Regions from separate parts of the Zea mays genome. Here regions 1 and 3 are each linked to region 2. Evidence: chromatin contacts called from public Hi-C data. All regions are on one chromosome and are shown on one strand. Each heading gives the region's core, a stretch centred on a gene start, on an enhancer-like site or on the middle of the called end of the contact. The rest is flanking DNA. Distances are from core to core; before and after follow the strand shown.

What was found. Hi-C and Micro-C count contacts between places; a contact is called where the count stands out from the background.
Region 1: a Hi-C map of tassel shows a contact between it and region 2, with 2.5 times the contacts expected there. The contact joins the promoter of LOC100382356 here to the promoter of LOC103635377 in region 2. A contact is called at or near these places in 2 of 25 Hi-C or Micro-C datasets (ear and tassel).
Region 3: a contact with region 2 is called in a Hi-C map of leaf, with 7 times the contacts expected there. The contact joins the promoter of LOC103635380 here to the promoter of LOC103635377 in region 2. A contact is called at or near these places in 21 of 25 Hi-C or Micro-C datasets (bundle sheath, ear, endosperm and 6 more) and 2 of 3 datasets of contacts at active chromatin or transcription factors (leaf and seedling).

The regions. Positions count from the first base shown.
Region 1 is chr8:75,122,641-75,127,047 of Zm-B73-REFERENCE-NAM-5.0, reverse strand. LOC100382356 reads left to right here and starts at 2,549. Exons shown (of 14, transcript NM_001175102.1): 1 at 2,549-2,722; 2 at 3,167-3,311; 3 at 3,856-3,923; 4 at 4,009-4,062; 5 at 4,162-4,245. The coding sequence starts at 2,631.
Region 2 is chr8:75,288,707-75,292,986 of Zm-B73-REFERENCE-NAM-5.0, reverse strand. It overlaps LOC103635377 (GATA transcription factor 15), which reads left to right and starts at 1,755. Exons shown (of 2, transcript XM_008657842.2): 1 at 1,755-2,282; 2 at 2,633-2,917. The coding sequence starts at 1,755. The coding sequence ends at 2,917.
Region 3 is chr8:75,533,011-75,537,825 of Zm-B73-REFERENCE-NAM-5.0, reverse strand. LOC103635380 (zinc-finger homeodomain protein 6) reads right to left here and starts at 2,531. Exons shown (of 1, transcript XM_008657844.3): 1 at 1,022-2,531. The coding sequence starts at 2,228. The coding sequence ends at 1,464. LOC103635379 (a long non-coding RNA gene) reads left to right here. Exons shown (of 4, transcript XR_004851976.1): 3 at 121-200; 4 at 457-817.

The DNA of each region.
Region 1 (4,407 bases), core at 1,300-3,799, 170 kb after region 2:
GAAAGAGCGGGACATTAGAATTTGCTAACAGTTGTAGGCGTCAGACCGTGGACTATAGGACTAATATGCCTTTCTATTTAGTCTTGTTTTCGTGCACCCCATACCGTAGAGTCGAGGCAGCCGCTAGCCGAGGTACTCCTCCACCGTTTCCTGTCGCTAGCCATCGAGGACACAGATCGGAGGAACGTGCGTGCCATGCTACTGAGTGATGTCCCACTGAGCCGCCATGGAGAAGGGTGCCCAGCCACCAGCCTCGGCATTTCCTGATTGTGAGCAACCACTTCAATCTCTTTTTCTGATCTCTCCCTATCCACATTCCCCGTTGTTATCTCTCCCTCTGATTTCCCGTTGTGAAGCAATGTGTGTTGTGAATGTGTTGGATTCCTTGTTTTTTGGTCTGAACATGGGAGCTTTAGATCCAGCGGCTAGAACTAGACCAGAGGTGAGTTCGATTCAATTATTTGTTTAATGTGTATCACATTTTCATTTATGTGTAACAAGCACAGGGCAATGGTTTACATAACACAAATGTGTTGATTTATAGGTCCCCGAATTTGATCGGGGGTCATTAGAAATCGAGTAAAGAGGTTGCTTCAGAGTTGTTGATGTATGACAAGTTGGGATTACAGGAAGAAGATGAGCGTGAAACTAGTGCAAGGCAAGATGCTTTTACAAGTAGACCTTTTGGTGTTCGAAGAAGTGATGAATTCGATGATGAAACAGTTGCATTGCCTTGCACTGATTGTTTACCACTTGAAAGGATATTAGTTTGCAACCGGTCTAATCTAGTAAAGAAGCTTGGTAGTTTGTAAAGGACATGAAAGAATCCAGACTTGCTATGAGGCAGTATGCGATTAACAGTGAGTTTGAGTTAGGGATTGAGCCAAGCTCACCTTTTATATATCTCTTGCCTGACCAGTTCCTTCAACTATGTAACACCCCAGGTGTTTGTCATGAGCTAAACCGTGATTTTGAACCTAAGCAAGTAGGTTAGTAAGAATAATGAACCCTATGTCGCTTCCATTTCCGTCTATTTCAATTTTATCAAGGATCTTGTGGAGTTCTATGATATGTGCTAATGCTATATGTTTTAAATCATATAAAGATGTGATGTCTATTTAGCTGGTGTGCTATATAAGTTAATCTAGTAAAGTAATTTAGAGAGCTAGTTAAACTACTTCTGCCCGTAGTCTAAGTTTAGATGTCCTAAAATGATGGGTCTAACCTTTGTTAGTCTTTTGATATCGTTCCTTATAAAAATATGGGATCTGCTGGAGATAGACTAAAGGGCTCTAGTATTGAAGGCGCGAGGAGACATAAAAGATCCATTATCTTTTTCTTTTCTTTTGGTGGCAAGACAAGAACAAAATAATATACGAGAACTCTTTCCTTATTACTATTATAAGTGGGTACAAATTCAATATATAAAGATGTGTAGTCCTTTATAGACATGTTTGATATTAGTTCATATAATCCTTACCATATGCCTCTAAGGCTCTATGCTAAGGAGGGATTATTAGTTTAGCTTACGCTAAGGTTGTAGCCCCTCGCACCAGAAGACCTGAAAGCTTTTAGATTGTCCGCAGCGGTGATCTCTAAATTTTCCCACTATATCATTTTTTTGCGTCACATTATCAACATTTCACCCTCTAAATTTTCATCTCCCGCAGTGATTCCCCCTATATTATCTCCCTATACCCACTACAACTATAAAATATTATTATCTAACTCTTTTCATCTTTTATTACTATTTTTTTCAACTATTAAATAGGGGAGCACTGTGCAAGGGGGCGCTACAGTGCTCCCCTTGATCTGGGGGAGCGGCGCGGCATCCCCTAGCACTGCAACGCGTAGGGGGCCATTTGGAGGCCACAGCTGCTCGCGTAGAGGCCCCCTACGCGTGTACAGTGCTAGGAGAGAGGGCACCGCGCGGCATGTGCTGCGGACGGTCTTATACATATGTTTTAAATTAAGACAACTAGAAAACTAATATTTATTCTAAGTGTTATGAACGAGATAGATTCAAGTCCACATCTAAATGTTGAACAAGGTGGACAACTATAACAGGGATGGTGACGACCACAAAAATAATGAATAATTAATCAACATATAAGAAATAAAGCAAAACGCAAAAAAAACTCAATTCAAATTTTAAAACTGGTGTATTTTATTCTTATCGATTAGAACGTAATATAATGTACGATTAAATTTAGAATAAACAACCACACTATAAACATAAGAAACCAATGTTCAACAAGAGAGGCAAAGAGCTCACGTGTGTGTCAGTGTGTGAGAGAATGTGCCTGTGTAAGTTTGATCAGCGAGCCGTTCCCAAATCCACTTGCTCAGTCGGCCGTGCGATCGGGATTTAGCGGTGGGGATCTGCACAAAAGCGGCAGTTTACAGCGAGCCCCTTGAACTAGCCTGTATTACCGTTGCGCAAAAGCGGCCGTTACCCTTGAACTAGCCTGTATTGCAGCGGAGCCACCGCCGATCCGGAACAATTGAATCGCTGCATCGGTGTTTCGCCGCCGCCGCAAAAAGAGGCGGCCGCGGTGAGTTCAAGGGAGGAGGAGGAAGAGGGTGTGAGGCGCTGCAGAACTCCTGTGGATCGGTGAGCCGAGGGCGATATGGGGATGTTCTTCAGCAAGGCGGAACCGCCGCCGCCCATGGTGCTGGTGCCGCCGCTCTTCGACTACCCTCCCATCGCTGCCCGCACCAGGTTCGCCGCTTCCCTTCTCTCCTCCATTCGGACCCTTCTGTTTTGTGACCTGTGAGGCAGGGAAGCCAATTGGTTGGTAGCCTCAGTGTGCACGAATCGCCGTACGCTCTGCATAACTGTTAGACTAGACGGTTGAATCGTCGTGATTAATCATGCTTGTCAAGCAATCGCGATTGATCGCTCGCGTATTGTGAAATGGAACTGTGGATTGGTGAAATGCGCCAGATCGCTGACACCAGTTGGCAGTACTGTTGCTCGTCTCAATTCTGGTAGCTTGCTTTTTCTTGGAGCACGCACATCTCTGGCAGATGCCTTTTCCTGCATAGTCCATAAGGGTATAAAGTTAGTTTTAGTCCACTGGAAGGATGAAACATCACTACATTGCACTTAGGGTGGCATTTATGTCAGCCTTGGTTCTTCATTGCACCAGTATTGAACATGCAGGATGGCGGTGCCAGCATATGAGCTAATGTTTGGGAAAGTCTCCCTGCACAATCTGTTTGAGGACTACTTTGATCAAGCTGGGAATATGACCTCAAGGATCATGTTGAAGCCGCTTGAAGATCCTCACGTTGATTTGATTGCTACTGTATCCTGTCAAACATTACTTATCATTTCTGCTGCGTCTTCTGTTCCTTCATCCTTTCAATATCATGGTACCTGTCTATTCAGGATATGATTGATTCTAAATGGATCACCAACTGAGCCCTATTTTCAGATTTTTTATTTGTTCATGCTGCTACCATTTTCACCCCTTTTCATTTATATTTCTTTCGAAGAATCACCAATTCACATCTCTAGTTGTCATTAGCATGCCATTGTTATTAAAACATCTACTGGCCTATTGACTTCTCTTCTGGAAAAGGACAATCTGTTGATGCTCCCTATGCTTGTTTTCAATTATGATAACAGTCTTCTCTGGATGTTGCATAGTGCCACAAGCTGAGGTCTTCACATATATATTTGTTGATATTACATATAACCTTGTGCCAGACTTTGAAATGGTGCCTTTTAGTGCAATCGCGTGTCCATAAAGCCACTGATTATAGCTGCAGGAGATTTCGTTCCAATTCATCCATTTTTAAATATTTTGTTACTTCACAAAAAGCTTTTGCCTACCTTAATGTCACTAGGTGTCTGCTGCTGCTGATAGAAACAGTGGAACAGAAGTAAAAGGGGATGCTTTATTTCGCTGGCAGAGGTGGATACTGGATACCCATAGCTTCTAAACTCTTCATATTAGTTCTACCTTTGTTATACTAACAAAAACAGTTGACTTCGTTTAGAGAGCTGGATGACCCCCATACCTTTGTGGACCTTCTTGTGTCAACTTCAAATCCGTAAGCACTTTCTGGTTCGATGGGCTATAATAGTCTTTGTCAGCATTTTTATGTATGAAAAACACGTCAATAACAATTTGCGCACCTCCTTTTTTGAAGCTTGCTGCAGCTGAGATTATGTGCATATCATCCTAAGTATCGTATTGGTGCCTTTGGAACATTACCTTTGCTAATGGGGAACAGGTAGGTAGGTGTGAGGCCATATATCTTGTTTCTGTTTCCAAATAATGCAAAGGCTGTTATATAGCTTTCCAGAAACTTTAATGTTGATTGTTGAAGATTTTTTTCTGGACCAATGTTAACTATATTTTATTCTGTTAAGTTATGTTTGTGTTTTTTTTGCAG
Region 2 (4,280 bases), core at 506-3,005:
GCACACACGCTGTGAATGCTTTGGCCGTCGCGGTTCCAAGCAGAAGATGCCAAGCAGCTGCTGGAGGTCCATCGGTGCGGTGGCCATGGAAAGCCGGGAGACGATCGAGGCGGCGGCGGGAACGAGAACAGACCGACCGACGCGCGCTTTGCAGACGCTGGTTGGGCTCCTTCGCTGCTTTGCACCTGCTGCTCCGAGTTGTTCCCCTCGCTGTCGCCTTCCGCTTCAAGTCAGTGTCAGACCGAGCATCCTCGCCGCCGTGAAGATGGGACTGGGCACTGAACGGTGACGTGACATGGGCGCGTACGTATCCCCCGGACGGAGACATACGGGATGGCGAGCACGCACGCGGTGCATTGCATCGATCCGTCGGGTCGGTTGCTGCTGCATCACGTACCGGGGGGCCGGGGCCGGACATCCGTAAAGCTAGTCTAACGGACCTCGCTCGCTCGCTCGCCTCCTCCCGGCCCGTACGTGACGTGTCCATGACACCATGACGTTGCCTGGCCGGCCGTACAACGCCTCCGCTAGCGCTAGGAGGGCCCCCCTGGCCCGAGAGCCGCCGCGGCGCCGCGTACTACGCACCTATATGTCCGGCAACGGCCCCGGTGGTGGTGCTCTGGTGTGGCTGGGACGGGCCTCGACGCGACAGGCGCGGCAGCATCGCGATCCGCGGATTCCGCGCCGGCGTTGTGGTGCGACTAGGAGTAGGAGTAGGAGTACTCGTATACGGCGCGTGGGAGACTGTTCCACGGGTCACGTATCTCCCCTGCTTTTGACCGCCCGGGGCTCGCCACCCAGCCTGCGCCGTCGATGAGTCGCACGTCTCGGCCGCGGCCGGTGACGTGACGCGAGGCAAGGGATGGGGCGTATTAACGTATACGTGGTAGTGGTACACGACCAGGCCCAGCAGGTACGTGGTGCGAGACGCCTGTGCCTGCGCCTGGCTATGCATGCATGGCAACTAGAGGTCTGCGATATGGATGCCTGCCACTGGCGTACTGCCAGGCCTTTCTTTCGCTTGATCTCCGGTCCTGTTGTGTGACGTCTGGACTCTGGAGCAGTCGCTCGTTACGGTTGCCAGACACCGCCAGCCGGACGCCGTCCTCTCCTCCATCTGCCGTCTCTCGTCTCGATTCTCTCCTTTTTCTCGTTTGGGTCTCGTCTACCCTCTCCTACTCTAGGCGATGCTATCCTGCATTAGTATGCTGCTGCTGGGCCCTGCTCCATTGATTCTCCCTACTGCGGTGGCATGTAGTACAGGACTACAGGCACTGCTTGGATACATATAGCCATATAGGGTGAACACTGAACAGCCGCTCCGCTACCGGTCTGCTTTCGAGCAGTCAGCTCATCACGTCGAGCCCGCCTGACTGACCTGACCAGGGCGCGCAGCCCACAGACGTGTACCGCTACTACTCATTGGGTGCTGCCCGCTTCTAGCTACTCCTTCCTTCCTACACTGGCTAGGGCATGCAATGCAACCGAGCCGCGCGCAGGATTCAAAGCATTGGCATTGCCATCGCCATCGGCGAGGGGAGGCGAGCAGATCGGCCTCTGCACAGCGAATCTGATCCTATAAAATCCTAGCTAGCCCTGCCTGCTGACTAGCTGAGCTCCTGCACATCCGCCCACGTCCACCACCCGGGCCCAGTGGATCCAAGTATCCAAGCCAAGTTCAGTTCCGAATCTCCTCTCCTCCTCTCTGCGCCGCGCTCGCTTTAAAGCCCAGCACTGTGGCCTCGTTGCAGACCATGCTTCGCCACTGCACCCACAAGCAGCACAGACACAGCCACCAACAGAGCGTCGTGGCCGCGGCCGCTGCCCCCGCCACCATGGCGGCCGCGTCCCCAGCCTTCTCGCTCTTCTTCCCGCTGCCCAACACCAAGGCCTTCCAGTTCGACGACGACAGCCACAGCTCAGTCACCACCTGCCCCTCGTCCCCGTCCTCCTCCTCTTCCTCCACGGGCACCGTCGACTGCACGCTCTCGCTCGGCACGCCGTCCTCGCGCCGCGCCGCCGCCAAGCCCCGCCCGCCGTGCCTGGCGCTACCGTCTCGCAGCGCCGTGTCGTGCGACGTCGCTGCACCCGCTGACCAGTCCTGCTGCTGCCGCTGCTGCTCCTGCCCGGGCGGCAGACGTCCCTCTCCCGCGGCCGCGAACAAGAGAGCCGCGGCCGCGCACGGGCACGGGCAGGACCCGGCGCCGCTCGTGGACCACCGCTGCGCCAGCTGCGGCACCACGTCCACGCCGCTGTGGAGGAACGGGCCTCGCGGGCCCAAGGTTCGTTTCATCGTTCTTCCATCTCTCCAAGCGAAGCGACGCTGGCTGGAACAAGGTTTCAGCGCTAGCCCAGCATCGTTGCAGCTTTACATGAACCAAAATTGTCACATGTTCACGTGACACACGCGGCGACGCACGACATGAGGCACAGCGTCGTGTCGTCTGCCTCTGCCACTGGCAGTTTTTTTTTTGGACATCCGCTAGCGCTTAAAACCAGCGCGATCTCCCATACGTATAATATGCCAACGGCGACGACACTTTGGTCGTCCTCGTCCCGTCCCATACCCCGCCGTGCGTGCATGCATGCATGCGAGTGCGCTGACTAATGCGTGTATGTGTGCTGCCTGCAGTCCCTGTGCAACGCCTGCGGCATCAGGTTCAGGAAGAAGGAGCGGCGTGCGGCGACGGGGACGACGACGGCTGACATGGACCAGGGCGGGTGCTACTTGGCGCAGCGGGCGCAGTACGGGGCGGCGACGTCTGGTAGGGCGTACTACGGCGGCGGCGACGGCGACATCGCGGACGCCGAAGCAGTGCCGGCGCAGTTCCTTGCATGGCGACCCAGCGTCGTCGAGGCGGCCGAGTTCGCGGCGGTCTGGCCGGAGCCGGCGACCTTGTTCCAGTACATCAACTAGTCCGGTTCGGGGTACGCAAGGCAAGCGCAACGGTTTTGGGGGGGCGTTTTGTTGAACCGTTTTGCACGCGGCCGAATGAACCTGGACGCTTGGAACTGAAACGCATTTGTTTCGTTTCTCCATCGCGGTTCGCGGAATTCAGATTCGGCCCATCGGATTAACCACTCCGTAGGTACTCCCTTATTTTAGCCTAGTAAATATCATGGAGGACTCTATCAATATATAGATCGCCAATAGTGCCGGGCTAATCGGGCCGGCCCAGAGCACGGCACGAGTGGAGTTGGGCCCATGCCGGCACGGCCCTATGGCTAGTGTCGTGACTGTGCCGAGCACGGGCCGAGTGCCGAGCACGCTGGGTCGGCACGGGCACGGCTCAATTAGCTCTAAAGCACGATTAGGCGCAAACACGACTAGTGCTGTGGGCTGTAATCTTTTTTTCTATTTAGGGTTATCTCAAAATGGTTAATGTTTATCTAGATAGGTTTTTAATTATGTAGTCATTACACTAAACAGCTCAATACTAGCTATTTTAGTATGTTTTAACTGTGTTTGTGAATGTCTCACTAAAATTAAAATTCTATGGTGTGGCACTACGGGTCTACCGTATCGGCACGGCACGGCTAAGAAGGCTCTATGCCTTGGTTAGGGGCCTCCTGTTTGGCCATCTCGGATAAATCTGTTGAAATGGTTGAATTGTTATCCTCTTCGTGATCCTATTGTTTCGGGCTACAAAATCTATGGGCCCAAGTACGCATCCACAATGAAAGCCCATGTGTCCAGCTTGGAATCACGGGATGGACTGGACTGTACCACGCTTAGGCTAAAAAAACAAAAAAACATGCGAGTGCACGTGGGTGTTTGGTTTGGTTTTTAGTGATTAATTTTTAGTTTCACTATACTATTATATTTTAATCTTTAAATTGTTGAATATAGAAACTAAAATAGTCAAATACGGAAACTAAAATATGAGTTATAGCTAAAATAGTCAAATACGAAAACTAAAATAGAGTTATAGTTTCTATATTCGGTAATTTAGGGGACTAAAATAAAATAAAATAGAGAACTTAAAAATTAATCTTTACAAACGAAACACCATTAAGGAATAGCAGGAGCATGGAAAACACAAGGCACACTGTAATAATAATCTATCTAATGTTGCCAACTACTTCATCCCGTTCTAAATTAAAGTCTACAAACGGTCTGCCGTTGTGAAAGTACATGCGGCAGTATTCGAGATGTGAAGTAAAATCTGAGCACACGTGAGCCAAACCAGGAGATCAGAAAATCATATATGACATCTCGTTAACGAGTACGATACTATCTATATGCGTGTGCGTACGTCTTTAGCTTCTTCATTTCTTGC
Region 3 (4,815 bases), core at 1,282-3,781, 240 kb before region 2:
AATCTAATGGAAATATGTTAAGAATTCGTACCCAATCCAAGGCCTATGCCCCTACAAAATCCAGCTCACTCAACATTGTTAGCTTGCTGCGTTATTGCTGTTAATCATCCTATTTTTCAGCACGATGGCATATCTCAACTCCTAAGGGCCAAGGAAGCGCACGAGTTGGCTTGCTTCTCAACACCGCGGCGCTACTGCCTGTGAGTAACATTGCTTACAAGTCTGCAGCTCACACAGCTAGTTAATTGCGTTCTACTTTTTTTTCACGGCGGGAACCTTTCTATGCTAAAACTTGTTACTCGATACCGTAGTTGAATATATTGTTGATCAAAATATCCAGTATCACATCTGGATATGCCAAATTTCCCAGTTATCCGTTTATCCCCATGCCTTGCAATTTTCTTGGAGCGCATTCATTGCATCCTTATCTGCCTCTCACCGCCTCATCTCTTGCAGCAGCATGGGTGATGGCCCTATCATCATGAATCGAAATCCTTGTAAATCCTTAGGTTCTGGAAGGTAGAGGCGGCGACAGCACTACAGCAGCCATGTGAGTACGTGACTTGGAGCTCCAGCCCTCCATTAATGGAATCAATCAGGTCTGGACAATGACACTCGCTCCATGCATGGCAGCATGGGATGCATCTAGAGCCAAGTACAGTTTAAGCTTAAACACCACAGCATGCAAGTACACCTCCAATTGAATGGCAAACAGAGAGAGAGAGAGTGTGTGAAAGGTACGAGTATTTCATGCAACCTCGAGTCTCTCTAATGGCGGTGTCACAGATAATAAAATCTGCATGCAAGCATTGTTTTCCACTATATTTCATCCAGGCCCCCCTCCACACACACACACAGTATATCCTAGCTACAGGTATTGCATGCTGCTCTCTAATTAGCAATTGGCTGAAGAGAACTCAAGATTAATAGCTTATCATGAACTCATGCCATTTTGGCCATTAGTTTATGCTGGGTTGGAAGCTTGAGCTAAATGGAAAAAAGTGCTGCATTAGAAGGGAGGAGAGACCACCGGCTATATTCGCTATTGATTAACAGATTAAGTGAAGATGGAAATATAGATCGGAATTTAGATTGGTTAACCTTGCTCGCCGAAGGGGGCTAAATGGCAATAAGGTAGCAGGATTGTAGCTACAAAACATGCACAGTGCCTCCTCCTCCTTCCAATTGATCCCCCAAGCTAGTAAGAACAGAATAAAACCAAAGATATGCAAGCAAGAATCGTGAAGCAAAAGAGGATGGTGAAGACGTGAAGTGACTACAAAAAATCAAGGATAAGGTGAACCCAAAAACGGAAGGGAAGAAAGGATAGGAACCCCTCCTGACTTCCCTTGTTTAATCCCACACCCCCTCTCGGAGCCCATAAAAAAATGAGGCGGGGGATTAAGCAAATGGTGGTGGTGGTGGTGGTGCTGCTGACTGCTGAGCCTTGTCTCCCACCGTGGCTACTGGGGCTGCTGGGGCTGTTGCTGCCCCTCGGGAGGCGGCAGGTGCGGCGGCGGCTGCCTCCTGCCGCCGCTGCCGATGTGCTTGTTGTTGTGCATCCAGACCTTGAAGACCTGCCGCCGGACGCCGACCTGGTCGCAGAAGTGCTGCACCAGCGCGTCGTCCTGCTTCTGCATCCGCCAGCCGAGGCGTTCCGCGAACGCCAGCATCTGCTCCTTCTGCTCCGGCGTGAACTTGGTCCGGATCCGCTTCCGCCGGACGTGGCCCTGCGCGTGCGCGTGCGGCGCGGCGGCGAACCCGGACGGCGGGCCACGCTCCTCGCTGGACGACTCGGTCGTGGTGCCGCTGGGCGTGCCGTGGTACGGGAACAGCGGCGGCGACGCGTAGTGGGGGTGGGCAGCGCCGGCCGCGTAGGGGTGGGGCGGAGGCAGGAGCAGCGGGACGCGCGGGACCGCCGCGGCGGGCGGCGGCAGCAGGAGCTGGTGGCGGCGCCCCGCGTCGCCCTTGCGGTGGAAGCTGCGGTGGCAGCCGCAGGCTGCGCACTTGAGCCTGTCGGCGTCCTCGGGCATGAACTCGCCGCAGCCATCGACGACGTGTCCGCCCAGCGCCGCCGCGTGGTTGCGCAGACACTCGTGGTACGTCGCCTCGGCGGCGTGGTTCTGGTTCCCCGGGCCGCGGCCGGGGCCGAGGCAGGGCGGCGGCGCGGAGCTCGCGCCCATCTCCTCCGAGACGGGCTCCTCCCCCTCCTGGGCCGTGAATTCCATCAGCGCATGCCTGCCTGCCCTAGCGCCCTGCCGCGGCGACGAGGACGCCCTGCCGCGGCCGCTCCCTCTGGTGCCGCAGGGGCTGTAGCCTGCAAGACTGCTGGGGGTCGGGTCGGCTGGCTGGTATGTAGTTGCGGTCGTCGTTTCCTAGGGGTAGTAGGGGTGGTGCGGTGTGGGTTGGCTTTTGTGCTTTTGTTCGCCCGTGGTGCGTGGGAGGAGGACTGGAGGAAGAGGAGGCTGTGTGAGCAGGCCGGCAGCGGAGGGATGCGGCATTGATCGTGACCGCCTGCGGCGAGGCGAGTGGTGGTGGGGGGGGGGGGGGGGGGGGGGGGGGGTCCGGGCTGCATGCCTGAGCTGGGAAATGGCGCTTTTGTTTCCTACCCGGCGGTCCGCGGTGGCGGTGTGCAGTGCAGCGACCGACATGGGCAGGGGTGACCCTGACCTCCCGTCCCGTCCCGTACCCATGCCACGCGGGCCCCAGGCTTTAATGATGCAGCCGGAGAGAATTGGGCGGCAGCGCGGCAGGTACCACCGTACCAGTACCACCGCCGCCGCTGTAGCCACGGGCCCGGCCGCCCGGCCCGGGTGGGTTTATGGCCGTCGGATCGGGACGGCCATCGGGGAACGGCGCGGCCGCTGTCTAGGCCGTGGCGCCAACCTACTACTAGAAATTTACACGTATATAATAATCTATGGGAATGGGATGGAGGGCAGCCGTGCTGTCCGTGCAGGCCCTTGTCAACAGCGACGCTTCCACGGGGAGCAGGAGTCGCGCGTGCTGCCGTGCGGGGCTGCAACGCCACCGCGTCATTTCGTTGACCGGCTCCCGCTCCTCAGCCGGACCGGAGCCAGATATTTCTCTCGAGAGACGAGACCACAACTACGAGAGCAGCGCAGGGCCTGCGACGCGTCTCCCATACTAGGCTTGGCTTGAAGAACAGAGTAACAGTTGAAACCGGATACATACGTACGTCAAGACCAACCAAAAGCCCTCGTTGGATTGCCAATTTATATAAACTATATATGTAGTCTGCAAGCAATGCTCCTATTCGCTGGAAGGAGCCATACAATTCTGCAATGGAAGGCAATGCTCATCTGCCTCTCGGTCCTGATGCATTCATCGTCCGTCGAGGGCCATGTCACCATTTTATCTTCTTCTCTGGCCTCTGGACCTCGTATCAGCTGGTAATGTAACCTTAACCCTATTTGTTTTTACAGCCTACCTATAATTTGACGAGCAGGATTATTGAGAAGAGACGATGGCGATTGGTAGCCGGAAATTTTAAAAGACTGCTTTTTTCCTTTAATTTGACGAGCAGGATTATTGAGAAGAGACGATGGCGATTGGTAGCCTACCTGTAATTTCCATATTTGAATTGAGATTTGAAAACAGAACACTGAATATAGATGATGTGGTAGATCTAGGATTACCGGGCTATGGACCGGCCCAGCCTACTAATTTAGCCGTGCTTTCTAGACTAGCGTGACCTAAAACAGTGGGCCATGCATAAGACAGACGCCCATTTAGGCAACGGCCCGATGCCACTGCCTGGTAGGGGCCGTGACAACAGATTGCTACGGACCACCATTACCACAACCCTGCCGTATCACCAACATAATCCAAAAATAAAAACATTTGGACAACTGCATGGCCCATTTGACACTTGCACCTTTATTTATACATTAGAGTGTAGTATGTATACCTAACAGTAACAGCAACAGGAGGCTCAGCAATGGAGAATGGAGATTTTTCAATTAAAAAGAAAGAAAAGATGAAGAAAATAATAGGACCACAAACATTGATTGAGGCCATGCCAAAGAATATACAGCTGCAAACACATGCACTTCACCGAATGCTGCTGCCATGCACATTCCCCTACAGCCAAAACCAGAAGGTTTACACGGAGCCGCACGAGAGAGGTAGCCAGCAGCAAGCAAGAACGCTGACCCACATGTGAAAATCCTTGGAAAGCCAATAAGGGCTAGTTTAGAAGCCTTAAATCCAGAGGGGATTGGAGAGGCTAAAATGCACTCCGTATTCAAATTTGAATAAGAGGATTTTAGCCCCTTCAATCCCCTCCGAGTTTTAAACTTCCAAACTAGCCCTAAACTACTCCATGTTCCTAACAAAATGTCTCAGCCTCTAGATGGTGCTGATCTATGGTGTGGGGCTGTGCCATGCTGGGGAGGTGCTCCTGATGTAATCTTCGCCAAAAATACATTTTCCAAATTCTGTCCGGTTAAGAAACAAATATATGCTTCCAGGAAACTGTTTAAAGGATATGAGATTGCTACTGAGGCAGGTAGCAATAATGCTAGGGTGGAGCCTGCTGTGCCCAACAGGAAAGGAAGATTTGTGTCTAGAAAAGGTGAAGAATAACTTGGAGAGGCTGCTGTTTCACAAGGCGCACAGCTCGGAAGAGAAAGAGATGCTCAAATCACAAGACGCTCGAGGAAGCCAACAACATATCTCGCACAAATGGCTCAATCTGTCAAGTTAGTCTTCTATGAAGCGTGCCCCACCTAAATGTTGTTGGTCCTTGTCTTGCTTAATAATTATCTCTTTTGGAACCAAACAACCATCTCA